3 separate regions of the Mus musculus genome follow, and regions 2 and 3 are each linked to region 1. A link is a contact called in public ChIA-PET and HiChIP or PLAC-seq data. All regions are on one chromosome and are shown on one strand. Each heading gives the region's core, a stretch centred on a gene start, on an enhancer-like site or on the middle of the called end of the contact. The rest is flanking DNA. Distances are from core to core; before and after follow the strand shown. Region 1 holds the start of Ivns1abp (influenza virus NS1A binding protein). Region 2 holds the start of Hmcn1 (hemicentin 1). Region 3 overlaps Niban1 (niban apoptosis regulator 1).

Region 1 (4,275 bases), core at 578-3,077:
TTATTGTCACCAATTCCCAACTTATCTGACATAAAACATACACCCAAATAAATTAATAATGATCAGTCTTAGAAAATCTGTGTATATAATGTGTTTGTGTGTTTACAGTGTTAGAGATGAAACCCAAGCACCCTGGTGCTTTAGGCAAGCACTCTACTGCTAAACTATGTTCTCCGCCCCGAGATCAACATTATGTCCTTTGTTACTATTACAAAGAATGCAAATAATCATTTATGGCTCACTTCCAAGTGTCAGTGGCTATTATACATACTGAGATGCCTGAAAGACAGATACTATGTAAAATTATGCCAGGATTCATAGAGCAGGAAATACTGAAGGCCAAAATGCACTGACTCCGATCACACTGTCGCTTTAAGAGAGTGTTGACTGTTCCAGATTACAAAGACGCTATTTAGTGTACAGCAAGTAGGACCATGTGTCCGGCAGGCCAGTCATGTGCCTGTCCCAAGTGGGCAGTTCATATTCTCTCACTGCCAGAAGGAGCTCAGTAATCCAGGTCCCTAATAGTGTCATTTGCAACAAAAGTAATGTGCTATCAAAGAGAAAAGCTGGACGGCAAATGCCAGTTTCTCTAAGACACATAATCATACTAGCTGACAGCTCAGTTTCTACTTCCTCCTTTTGTGAAACAACAACAAAAAAGAAACGTCTCCTGGCCACAAGATCTTATTTTTTAAAAGTAATGAAGACCCCCCTCCCAATTTCTATTTCCTACCCGCTAACACATTAAAGAAGGGTAGGAAGCATTGTCAAAGAGCTCCAAGAAATGGCTACAAATTAAGCGGGATGATCAAAGTCAGGTCTAGACTGTGTAAGCGCCCTCTATAAACCAGTATAAGCATTAATCTGGAAACCTTTACCTAACTCGATTATGTGTATACTTTATAGACCTTTGGATATAATCTCACCAAATCCCCTCATCTTCAATCAAGGAAACTTCCCAGCATGTGCTTCAGAGTCATATGAAGAAGTGGAGCCCAGCTTAAATCACATTTGACCTAAACAACTGCCTGCCTCCTAGGGGCAAGGTGGGTGGATGACTGGGCTTGGCTCCTGGGTTAAAAGGCCCCAGGGGGTAGAGATAGGGACTAACAATTCCCCAAGCTACTTTTCTTTGTCCAAAGAAGTCGAGACATCAGGAACTGATACCAGAGGGGGACAAAAAGTAGAAGTGAACACGCATTTTATGGCACACCGATAATATCTCTTTCACCTTTTTTTTTTTTTTTTTTTTTTTTAAACACACTCACTGAATGCTCACCCAAAGCAGGCCAATAGAGGGGCTAGTTGTTCAGGCCCTCCTCTGACTTATCCCTTCTTCCTCCATTCTTCTCACCCCTCCACCTCCAAGGTAAGAGCCTGATGCTCAACTACTGCCGCGGGGTTCCCACAACACGCAGCTCCAGTCTAGGCTAGTTGCCTAGAAGTCAGTGTGACGCTGAGAACTCTAATCGCCACGTCGGATCTCTGGAGAAGGTAGGGCAGGTGGAAGAGGAAGGAGGGAACCAGTTCCTGGACAGTGGAAAAAAAAGGGCGAAGCGAGGGTGTGAGGCTCGGGAGGGAGCGCGCGCTCGATAAGTAACAGGAGGAGCGGTCCCCGCCGCCCCGCTCTCCCGGATCACCTTGCGCTGACCTAGTTGAGCCGAGAAGGAAGGAGGGGGCGGTTGAGGAAAAGAGCTATGAGGTGGGCGGGGCCCTGTCCGGGGGCGGAGCCTCAGAGCGGGATCTTCCCGGGAGCTCGCCTGTGATTCGCTCAGGCATCAGAGCCGGAAGCGGCCGGGAGGCGTTGGCGGCAGCGCACGTGGTGACGTGCGAGGGAGTGCGGCGCGAGCGCGCGCGGCGGCGGCGGCGGTGGCAGTGTGTTCGGGACGCGCGTGGAGGTCGGTCAGTCGCTCGGAGGTGCTGGGCGCGTCGTGGCGGCGAGCGAGTTCCCGCGAGTACCCACTGGTCTTCCTCAGCCCGCAGCCTCCCGCCCGGTCGCCCCGAGCCCCTTCCAGCGCCTTCCGCCTGCAGCCCGTCGAAGCTCTGGAGATGAATTTCGCCATCTCTTCAGAGATGACCCAGGTAACGCGCTGTACGCGGGCGCCGCGGGAGGGAGAGGGCGGGGTGGGAAGATGGTGGTGGTGCGGAGCGTCCCGCTGTCCCGGGAGACACGGGCATCGCGGGGCTCCGCATTCGGCTCGGTTGCCGGCTGGCGGGGGAAGAGCGCGGTGGTCCCGGACCTTCCTCCGCCGGGGCGGGGATCGTCAGGCTTCCGCGCTGGGTGACGGAGGGTCCCCGGGACCTGGCCCGGCGGAGGACTAGGAGGGATGACCCGCCGGATGAGAGCGGCGGCCACCGAGGACTGTAGACATCGTTTCCCGCTGTCAGGAGCGAGGTGCCGGCTGCGGTTTGGGGCTCTCCGGGCTAAGACTCCCCGCGGCCGGCGCGTGGGGACACAGAGCCGCCCTCAGAGCGCATCGGTTCCAGGGGTTAGGCGTGGGGTGGCACGGAGTCCCTGGTCGCCGTGGACCACGGGGTCCTTTGTTCGAGCTCCACGTTGCCCGCTTTTCTTGCCAAGCGCGGGGAAAAGGAGGCGGGAGGAGCGAGGGAGCGGCTGCCCTGACGTGTCAGCTCTGAGTGACTGCGCCGCCGGCCAATCGCGGCCAATCGCGGCCGGGGGTGTGCGGGTGCCTCGCTGTACCCGCCGAGAGCGCGCCCCAGGCCTTGCAGCGCGGGGTCCCCGGCGCGCCGGGGCACAGGCTCCATGTTCTCTGAAAGAAATAGGTGGAGAGCAGGCTTTTCGTCCGATCACCTTTTTTTTTTTTTTTCTATTTTTGGGTAAAGGACCTCGTTGATAAGACACCGGGGAGTGTCAGAGTGGAGATTAACGTAAGGAAATCTGTACACACACACACACAAATTTGAGAAATATTTCCGCCTTTCCCTCAATAAGTTGCAGATAAATGATTCCGGAGAGCAAACATTTCGATCAAAAAGAAGTCGGACGGCCTAAAAGGCAACGTTTTGTTTAATGTCTGTCAGTAGTGGAGGTTAGAACACCCAGATATCAAGTTCTTAGGAGTTTTGTTGTGGTCTCCTGTTTTGGCAATACACCATAGCTCTGGAAGTAAGAGCACACAAGCCGCACGGACTAAATCACCTTAGCCATATTTTCTTTAATTTTAACACCAGTGGTTGACTTAGGAAAAAAATAACTAAGAAAATAGTTTCAGGTTGAATCCTGCTAAGTCTTTAATATCTTTAAAATGTTAAAGGACTTATTTGTAAGCCTGGATGTAAACATTGACTGGGTAGAACTGGATTGAAACCAATATGCTGTAATGCCACCTAGCAGGCATTATATCAAACCCACACTTTGGTGGCTTCCTTGCAGGGAGGCCTGGGGTGGCTTTCTTTTGATTTCCTAATTAGTGAAATCTTGAGTTAATTAATAGATTCCCATTTCTGTAGCCTTTGTCTTAATTTATAGTTGCCTTCTAACTTTGTCTTTTCCAAAGACAGCATTTCACGCTTTATTTTAGTTATTGGTGGGAGGTTGACCTTGTTTTTGCATTTCTTGTTTGGATGTTTTAAGTGCCATATAAATTTAGTTTTTCAAAAAAGTTTCTTGACTGTCTTGGCCAGTGATATTAATGTGACTTACCCCAGAGGGTTTTTTGTTGTTTTTGTTCGTTTGTTTGGTTGGGTTTTTGTTTGTTTGTTTTTGTTTTCTAGCTTTTTAGCAGTTTGATGGTATAGTCAGATGCTGCAGGTAGGAATTTTTGAAGGTTGAGCATATTCCTACCTTCTGTTGGTGTTAAAAGTATTATTGGAGTGATTTCTGGTTCAGTTACCACTGTGTTAATGTTTCTAGCCCTGTAACAGTACTCTTTACACTTCTGATGTCAGCCTGGATATCCAAAAGTACCTCAGCATTAGAACATCCCAGTCTTGCTTCTTTTTTCTTTCTTATTCTAAAAGTGGCATGTTGATAGTGGTGCGCCCATGTTAAGATGCCTTCAGCCCTCACTCAGCGCCTTAGTTGAAGACCAAGTCAGCATGGGTGTGTCTAATCTTCATTAAATGTCTCCATGTTCTTTCCAGGCATGCCCCCACCACACCTTCTCTAACACCCTTTTGTCAAACCTTCATCTGGTCTCCATACTTAGCATTGTTTAAACCTTAAAATAAGTTGGTAATTTCCGCTTCACCGTGTACCATGTGCATCCTGCAGTCTACCTTCTATTGAAACCAAAACAGCCACAGTTTCTG
Region 2 (4,275 bases), core at 1,207-3,706, 350 kb before region 1:
ATAAACACAGTTTTATTAAAGTTTAAACTTCTAATTATTTTCTCATCCAATTTAATTCAAAAAGGGGTCTAGTTTTATTAGTCACTGGCAATTAACATTCCACGTTTCCCCACTATGAATTCTGGTTGCTAAACTACAGTAAAATCAACTACAATGAGTTAAAGACTTTCTCACTGGATACCAGTTGGGAGGCAACACACACTATACAATGTTATAAAATATTTCCACATCATTCCAAAATATGGTAATTCGGCATCCATTTATGAGATGAAACATATTTTATATTTTTCCAGTAACATAATCTCATCAATTTTGAAGCAAGCAACTTGTGCTATAAATTAGCAAAATCCGCTTTTACTTTATATTTGAGTCAACTTCAGAGTCATCCCTGTTGAGGAAGTATGTTTAGCCTATTCCAAAATAACAAAAGCCTTGGACTGCATCGTAAGTGACATCTTATAAATTGAAACATCATGACATTTGAAGTGTCTTAATGAGACAGTAAACACGGCAAATGACCATCAAACTCTTGATTCAAATAGAAAAGCATATCATGTCCGATCAGTGTGGAAATGCATGCATATACTGCAGAAGACCAGGACTGCTTATTGTTGTCATTGAAGAACTTTAAAATTCCAGAAAATTCTAGCTCCCTCTCAATATATCCCAAGGACATCTTTTTAAATAGCTGAAATACACCACATTTAATAACCAGCAATAATTAGGATTTTAATATGCCTGGCAAATGCACAAGGAAGGGGGGAGGAAACCACCAAACCAGAGATCTTCAACATCATGCTCTCATTGTGAAAGAGGTTATGCCAAAGTCTAGAGAAGAGAGAATTTCAAAAGCAAGGGGAATGTGGGAGAGCAGTGGGGGAGGGCTCTTAAGAAACCACTGTTTTATTTCTTCCACTGAGCGGCTACTTGCCTAATGAAACTCAGGTGGACACAAGACAGTAAGCCCTGGGGCTCCCCCTGTAATGCTACCCTCCACGATGACAATGAGGGCTCCTAGGAGCCTCGCAGAGAGGTGCTACTTGAAAAAGAAACTGCAAAAGAGTAAATAGGATCATGTTACAGTACAGCAGCAGAAAGCCACAGCTGCAGGGCACAACATAAAGCTATTTTTCTTCAACTACCTTTCAAGAGCACAGACCTAGCAAATTGCATGCATTTGTACCGCCTGAGACATGAACATACTGTTTACACACATCGGTGAATCTAACTAATGATGACCCGGTGCCACGGTGAATAGATTCAGTTACAGAATGAATGGCTTCTGTCTTTCATTTTCATGCCTCCAGTTCCAATCCTAGCTGCTATTTACAGACTTGCTCATGTGCCCTGCAGCAGGTCTGATTTTCTCCCATGTGAGGCTATCTTGAGAGTGTGTGCTCGCTTGCGCTCAGTGCCCTGCTGCTGAAAACCCCATTCCTGTCCCGTGGCTGCCTTAGCAATTGAAACAGTCTTTAGCTTGAAAATGCAAGCAGGTTAACTCTGAGCTTGCTGCTGTTGCTACTACAAAGTCCTGGTTCTCATCTTCAGAGGACCACATTTCCAGGTCAGGGCACCACTGTTTAATCCCCCTAAACAAGCCATCTACTCACTCCATGGCTAAGCCTTGCTAAACTGAGATATAACCCCAGATGCCAGTAGGCAATTCTTTGTTACTATCGTATTCCGCTGCATTTTTTTAAATGCTTTTGAAACTTTCTGACAATATAACAAATTCATAGCATAAGAAATAATAGAATTATGAATCACCAAGCACAACAAATACAGAGAGTAAGTATTCCCCTTACCTGGATCATGGAAGGGCACCAAAGCAAAGTTGTAAAGAGGTCTCTTAGGTCTTTTCAAAGACGTCTCCAAAATTTTGGAAGCCCCTTCAATAACCTGAACTAAATCATCATACATGGACCCAGTCACATCAAACACAAAAGCCAGCGTGGACGCCCCCTCAGGAATCTCCTCAGCCCTGCTCTCAGACTGCGGAGTCCCATCTCCAGCTAGGGAAGAACGAAAAAGAGCCACCAGGAATACTGTGTGGACCACTTCCTGGGCAATCATTTTTTTCTTTTCTTTTCTTGTTTTGCTCGCTGCTTTTCTCTTTGCCCTAAGCTCCTAACCACTGTGCTTACTCCTCAACAGCAGGCAGAGGACTGGCTTCCTCTCTGGTGCCTCATCAGGCTTTTGCAGTCTCTGAACTAACTCAAAAGTTTTGGAGCGGAGAATGAGATGCAGACCAACCCGGAGCCCGGCTGCCTCCAGGAGCTGGGCTGGGCTGGGCAGGGATGCGGCGCCTTTTGTCCGGCTGGGTAGGTCCTGGGCTCTAAGCGGCCGCGTGCAGGGAGCTGCGAGTAGCCGAGCGCCCGCAGAGCGCGGGGTCCATGCCCTGGGGGACGCTGCGAGCCTGCGGTGCCGCCTCCGCCGCCGCGCTCCAGGCCAGCGACTGAGCCTCCCAACTTTCCACAGCTAGCCCCTTGGAGGCGAAGCCCGGCGCGACCTCTCCTTCTGATTGGCCAGCGGCCGTCCCTCCTCTGCTGGAGCCCCCACCCCGGAGGGCGACTTTCCCCCTCTGTGAGTTCCAAGTCTCTCCAGTACCGGGGAAGCGCTCGCAAAGTCAGCTCTGGTGTTCCCTTCAGAGCTATAGCCAATCTCCAAAACTCCAAGGTAAACAATGGCTTTCAGGAATGTGTGGCCCACTCCCAAATTCAAGGGCATCACATTAGCTAGCACAAAGGGAATTGGTGCACGTTTTTTCCCCTAATGTCTGTGCAAAGCTGCTTCAGACAACACCTAATTCCCCAGCCCACCCCAAGTGCAGAAGCTAAGATGCCCCAGCCTAGCTTCCTGTCCCTCAACCCAACATTCAGCCCCGCCAGAAGGGGGAGCTGGAGCTTTCTTTCCTCTAGGCTGCAGCTACAGGATGGATGGTTCTTTGATCTTCCTTGGGGAGTGTTTAGATGAGAGGAAGGCACGGAGTTGGGAGAGGCAGGGAGAGGGAGCTGTAGAGGCAAAGGAGAATGGAAGGAGATAGGGGGAAAGTAAGAGACATCACAAAGTCCCTAGCTGTGCTGTGGAACTGGGAAAGGAAACTGGGTATCAATAAAACATTGACGTCCAATAGAAAGAGCAGTGTTTGTCTGTCTGTCTGTCTGTCTGTTTGTTTGTTTGTTTGTTTTTAAAGAAAGAAAAGAAAAGGGGAGGGGAGGGGAAGGGAGGGGAGAAAAAATTCTGGGGGAGTTGAAATTTCGTTATCAAGATTCACTTTGCTGATCAGCCTAAATCCTCTGCGAAGCATGGTGATGCGATAGTATTCCCATTTCACATACCCTCCAGTACAACTATGTGTCACGTCTCAGGCAAAGATCCACTGAAATGTTGTTCCTCTCAATGACATTTTCCTGCCAAAACTTAAGGAAACTTTACGGTGGAAAACATTACAATGTTCTTCCAAGTCGCAATCATTATATACATTATAGCCGGATTAACAGATTTCAGAAGGTAAGCGAAGAAAGTCATTCATGCGCTAACCATTCTTTGTTCCCCTTTAATAAATACGCCCCCCTCCCCCAGGAAAGGGGCTATTGTCTGGATGCAAGCATTCGAAGTACAGCACTTGGGCAGCTTTAAACTGGGTTTGAGTGTGTATGAGACCACCCTCTAGCATGGGGCAGCCTGAGAAAGGGCCAGCTCCCACCAGCCTTTTATAATCTCCAACTGTCTTCTCTTTCAGACCCACCATCTGTGGAACTTGATTTTATGATACCTATAAGTCATGTCACTTAAAGGAAGCACACGGGCCATTTGGGCTGGTGTGGGAACATGAGAGGAGAGGGAGGGAACATGTTTCCTTTCCAAGTAGTATTTAGAGAATGTTGAATGCTATTTGAGTAGTCCATTCCTTTGTTTATTTAAAAAGGATTTCATTCTAGGTCATAGAGACCTGAGTTATTCCAGGTGCTCAGAGAGGTGGGAGAGTTCTGCATTCTACACCGGGTGTAGACAACCAGGTGCTAAGTCCTGCATGGGGCTTAATAGCTGTGACCTTCAGCAAGCTACCTACCTTCTTCCTGCCTTTTTTAAAATTTATTTACTTGTAATAGGAAACATGGCAGTTACCTAATCAGAATTAAACGATCTATACGTGTTCCAGATGCATTTGGAGGAAAGGGAGTGGTGTTGTGTAAATTGACTATTCAACAAATGTGAAACAGATTTGTTTAATTGTGTTAAACAAATCTTAAATTAAAATTAAATCTTAATTAA
Region 3 (4,275 bases), core at 864-3,363, 340 kb after region 1:
TTCCTTTTCTCTGTTGACAGTCTTTTAGTTTTTATTGACAAGTCATGAGGCATGGCTCATCTATGTGGTTTTCTTCTGTGTGGTTACAACTTCTTACAAAACAGTTTTTTCCCCACTAGACTTTTTTTTTTTTTAATTTTTAGAAGTAGTCTATCTCTTCTGAGGAAGTTGTCGTGTTTTGTATTCTCACCTAGAGCAACCAACACTGGACTTCTGAAATGTGTACATATATCTCTGACATGTCCATCTTTTCTGCCTGATAGGTCTGTGTCCACTAGCAAGGACACATATGATGAGAGTAATGGATTTATATTTTAGTCTAATGGTTTTCTAAGATGTGTTTCGGGGGTGTCTAGTAATGTTGCAGTTTCTACTCATTACCTCAAGTTAGCCCCTATAATGTAGTAATAGATCTCTATTTAGGCTGGTCATATATAGTTTTTAAAGCAAAATATACTCACTGCCACTTTAGTAGTGTGGACACCAGCCATTATTAAATCTAGTGGGTAAATTTACATTATTTGGCTTTAATTTTAGTAATGTAAGTTCATGGTCTGTTTAGACCTTGACTGGACAGTTCTGAAATAAAGAGTTTAGGCTCAGCAGTACCTGCCATATGACCAAAGTCCTGAATTCCATGATTCTAAACTTTGCAAGGAAACACCCCTTGCAGATAACTTCAAACATTAGTCTGTAAAACACACGCGTTCACGTGCACACACACATGCATATATAAATATAATATCTTTTGAATATAATATTTTTTAATTTAATTTTAGTGTTTTATTTATTCACTTTGCATCCTGCTCACAGCCTACCTCCTGGTCACCCCCTCCCACAATCCTTCCCTCATCTCCCCTCCCCTTCTTCTCTGAGCCTGTGGGAGGACCCCCTAGGTTTTCCCCTACCCCCACCCTGGTACTTCAAGTCTGTGCGAGGCTTCCTCTCCTACTGAGGCCAGACAAGGCAGCCCAGCTAGTAGAATATATCCTACATACAGGCAATGGCTTTTGGGATAGCCCCTGTTCTAGTTGATTAGTTTTTATAAAGTAGTTTTGAAACATTAAACCATAAAGTGTTAGAAAAGGGTCCCGAGGTATCTGGGTCTTGCTTGACCATAATCTACCCCTGAAGCTCTGTCCCTAGTCTTTTGCAATGTGGAGATTTTATGAGATGGTTTCTAATCCACAGTAGTGACTCAATTGACCTCGGTCACCTTCACTGCGCGCCCTGTCTTCCTTATTCTAGATTAAACCCTAGGACGAGCATCCTCAATGGCTTCCCCGGGAGGGCGCTGTGAACTGGAACTGGGGAAGGGTTAGGAGAGTCTGTGGTAAGAAACCGCAGAAGCCCGGGGAGGGGAGGAATGCTGTTATATAACTTGCCCAAATCGCTCTGCAGATCAGCTGACAGGGCTTGGTAGAGGTTATCCATAAAACAGAATTACAAGGCACTTCCAAACCTAGATCTGGCACGGCAGCCAGAGTCACAGTATACACTGACTCCACAGGCCTGGGAGCTTTGGGGCTTTGGTTAGCTCAGGCATGTTATAAATCTGCACAAGTGGAAAAAAACAAAAAACGATGTCTCTCTGGCTGGCCCCCCGAATAACTGTCCCCGAGAGGCCTAGGAAAGCAAAGCTTCCCTTGCAAAAATCCTTAATCATCTCTCTCAAATATGAGTTTTCCACGCAGCTGCAGAGATGAGGACCTGGGAGAGACCAAGGAGAACAGAGCATTCCTAGACATTTCCTGGCCCTGGGGATAGAGTGTTGAATGAATAGCTACAATGTGTCTCCCACATGCCTGCTAAAATGCTTACAGTTTCCCAGGGTTTGTCTGTGCTCTGGACTTGATGAACGTTTTGCCAGCGAATTGGATAGGCACAAAGAAGGCAAATCTAGCAGTTTTCCTGGCTCTTGGGTGAAAGAGGGTATGGGGCAGAATTCCAGTTTTGAAATGGTGTGTCAGGTGGGGCTGGTCTCAGCGAGTTGCCACTTAATAGGGATAAGCTTTAAAAGCTGGCCTGATCTCAAAAGTAGAAGTGCAAGTCAGGGGACGCTTAGGTTGGCAAGCATCTCATATGAGAAGAAGTTTATGGATTTGATTGGATTAAAAGAAATGTGTGAGTCACCCGGATGCTGTGGCCACATTAAAGAAGAAACCAGAAAGGGGCAGAGAGTATCACGTGTTTTGTGGTGGGTGCTAGGACGAAGAGTGTGATACCTTAGAGCCCATCAGGGGGGGAGAAAAGAAGGGTAAAAGTAGAAAGATCCAAAGGTAAACAAGTTGTTTAAAGAGGAGTTGAGGGAAAGTTAGTCCACTCTGTGGGTACCTGGGAATCAGCCCAGCTATGGAAGAGGAGTAATGAGAACTAATTTACTCTCAGAGACAAAGTGGATGGTGTGTGTATGTGTGTGTGTGTGTGTGTAAACATAGTGGCTCAAAAGAAGTGGTAAACATTTAAATTTTCAAATAATTAGAGTAGTTCTGGAATGGAAAAGAACCATTTCATTAAATTCTGAACTTTCTGTCACTAGATCTATTTGAGCCAAGGCTGGCCTTCTGAAGGTTCTCAACACTGAAAACCTCACGGTCAGTGAGCATTGAGATCACTCCTGATTCTCATAGTCTATGGTTTAAATAGCCGTGAATGCCAAGGCCACGCAGGACACACCCCTTGGCTCTGACTCTGGCCAGCTGTGTGACCTTCAGCTAAGACATGAACTCCCCCCCCCCCATTTTCTCCATCTGGCTTTAACAGATGCCTCAGTTGCTCCCCTGCACACCCGGCCCCCTGTGGAGTCTTTAAGTTAGACCATGTGGGAAAAGGAAATTCTGGCCCGCTTGCTACCTGCCCTAAGTCTTCCTGCAGAGGGAAAGCTTTGCGGAAGAGCAGGAAGTTCCCGAAGGCCACCGAACTAAAAACCCTCAGATTGCTTATTGGCAGGAGAGAGGGTAGTTAAGAAGGTACAGTGTGTTCCCCTGAGACCTCCTCACAGGATGCTGATGAAGTAACGGGTAATCTGCTTTCTCTCAAGCACCTGTAATGAGTTCAGCTCTGCCTCTGCAAACAACCGAGGAGGAACAATGGAGGTCGGATTACCTCAGCACAGCACTCCTCTGTCTTTGGCAGACTTCATTCTGTTTGCTTACTGAGCTGGCGATGGTCTTCTGAGTTTTGCTCCTCATCACCAGAGCAGACACTCACAGAGAAACTTACCCTGTGGCACATCTCTTCTCCAAGTTTTTTCTTTGTTTGTTTTTTTTTTTCTCCATAAATCAATTTGTTTAATTAGCTTATAAGCTGAAAAAAAATCTAATAACAGATTGGCAAATTAGATCTGTCTCCCACTATCCAAGAGGGGAATTTAAGATTTCATTTGTCCTAATGGTGAGAGCTCTCTGTCTCCGGATTCCATTGCTGACTGACTGTGACTTCTTCTGTGGGCGCCTAGTTCCTTATCCCTTTCTTCTCTGCCTGAGGCGAGGCTCTTCATTCCTGCACCATCGCATGCTCACTTCCTGACACCCCTTCTTTGACTTTTGTCAAGCTAATATCATTGTCTCCAAATTCTATTTTCTTCCCCCCTCCCACCCCATATCTTTAGTGCTACACTTGTCCATGCACAGGCCAGCTTGTTTGGACATAGACATAGCCGGCTGTGGACAGGATATAAACTCTCTCCTCCAGTTTCTGAGGTCAGCTGAACTGCTCATAAAGCACCAAGGAACTGAAACCCTCGCTCCTTGGCTGGCAGCTCTGGCCATACCCACCCCATCCGCATCCACAGTCACATTTTTTCCCCTCTCTGTTTCCGTAGATTGGAAATGAAAACAGCTGTTAAAAATAAGAGTGCATGAGTCATCTGGAATCTCCACGTGGTAATTACAGTTTCCATCTCGCCCTGTCCAGTCCTTCCCAGTGTGCCGAGCCCCGTATCACAGTCCCACTGTGGGGAGAACACACTGTGGGGAAAGCAAAAATTTTAAGGACCACCTTAATTTTCGTTTTCTAATCCTCTGAGGTTAAACACTGAGTGGGTTGCCAAGCCAAGAAAAATAACACGAAAGAAGATACTTCAATTAGAAAACTCGATTTGTGGGACGGGCCATTTTCCCAGTTTTTTCCATTTTGAGCAAGTCTCTGTGTCGATGTTGATGAGAGGCCAGTTCTTCTGTAATGTGGAAGGTGTCCTAGGATTGCTTCCTGGTACTCTCACTATGGAGAGTGTTTAGCTCTTGTAGACGCTATGCCCGAAACTGAGTTTTCTCT

The links. ChIA-PET counts read pairs in DNA pulled down with a chosen protein or histone mark. HiChIP or PLAC-seq counts read pairs in DNA pulled down with a chosen protein or histone mark.
Region 2: a contact with region 1 is called in an H3K4me3 HiChIP or PLAC-seq map of bone marrow-derived macrophages, with 4 times the contacts expected there. The contact joins the promoter of Hmcn1 here to the promoter of Ivns1abp in region 1. A contact is called at or near these places in 2 of 39 promoter capture datasets (embryonic stem cells and neural stem cells), 1 of 484 Hi-C or Micro-C datasets (embryonic stem cells), 8 of 115 datasets of contacts at active chromatin or transcription factors (astrocytes, bone marrow-derived macrophages, embryonic stem cells and 3 more) and 2 of 9 other capture datasets (adipose tissue and liver).
Region 3: an RNA polymerase II ChIA-PET map of memory CD8 T cells shows a contact between it and region 1, with 34 read pairs. The contact joins the enhancer-like site here to the promoter of Ivns1abp in region 1. A contact is called at or near these places in 1 of 484 Hi-C or Micro-C datasets (muscle stem cells), 3 of 115 datasets of contacts at active chromatin or transcription factors (the SCID.adh cell line, memory CD8 T cells and pancreatic cancer cells) and 1 of 9 other capture datasets (adipose tissue).

What each region holds. Positions count from the first base shown.
Region 1 is chr1:151,342,671-151,346,945 of GRCm38.p6, forward strand. It overlaps Ivns1abp (influenza virus NS1A binding protein), which reads left to right and starts at 1,828. Exons shown (of 15, transcript NM_054102.2): 1 at 1,828-2,085. It also overlaps the pseudogene Gm10138.
Region 2 is chr1:150,990,979-150,995,253 of GRCm38.p6, forward strand. Hmcn1 (hemicentin 1) reads right to left here and starts at 2,457. Exons shown (of 107, transcript NM_001024720.3): 1 at 1,806-2,457. The coding sequence starts at 2,073.
Region 3 is chr1:151,683,103-151,687,377 of GRCm38.p6, forward strand. The region is part of intron 5 of Niban1 (niban apoptosis regulator 1); the gene reads left to right. Among named protein-coding and RNA genes, the nearest start is that of Gm41969, 52 kb to the right of the region's middle. Within about 2 kb of position 2,114, at least 164 of the 459 cell types and tissues checked have an H3K27ac peak or open chromatin away from gene starts, as enhancers often do. A contact at or near this core is called in the SCID.adh cell line, adipose tissue, memory CD8 T cells and 2 more, where this site is marked.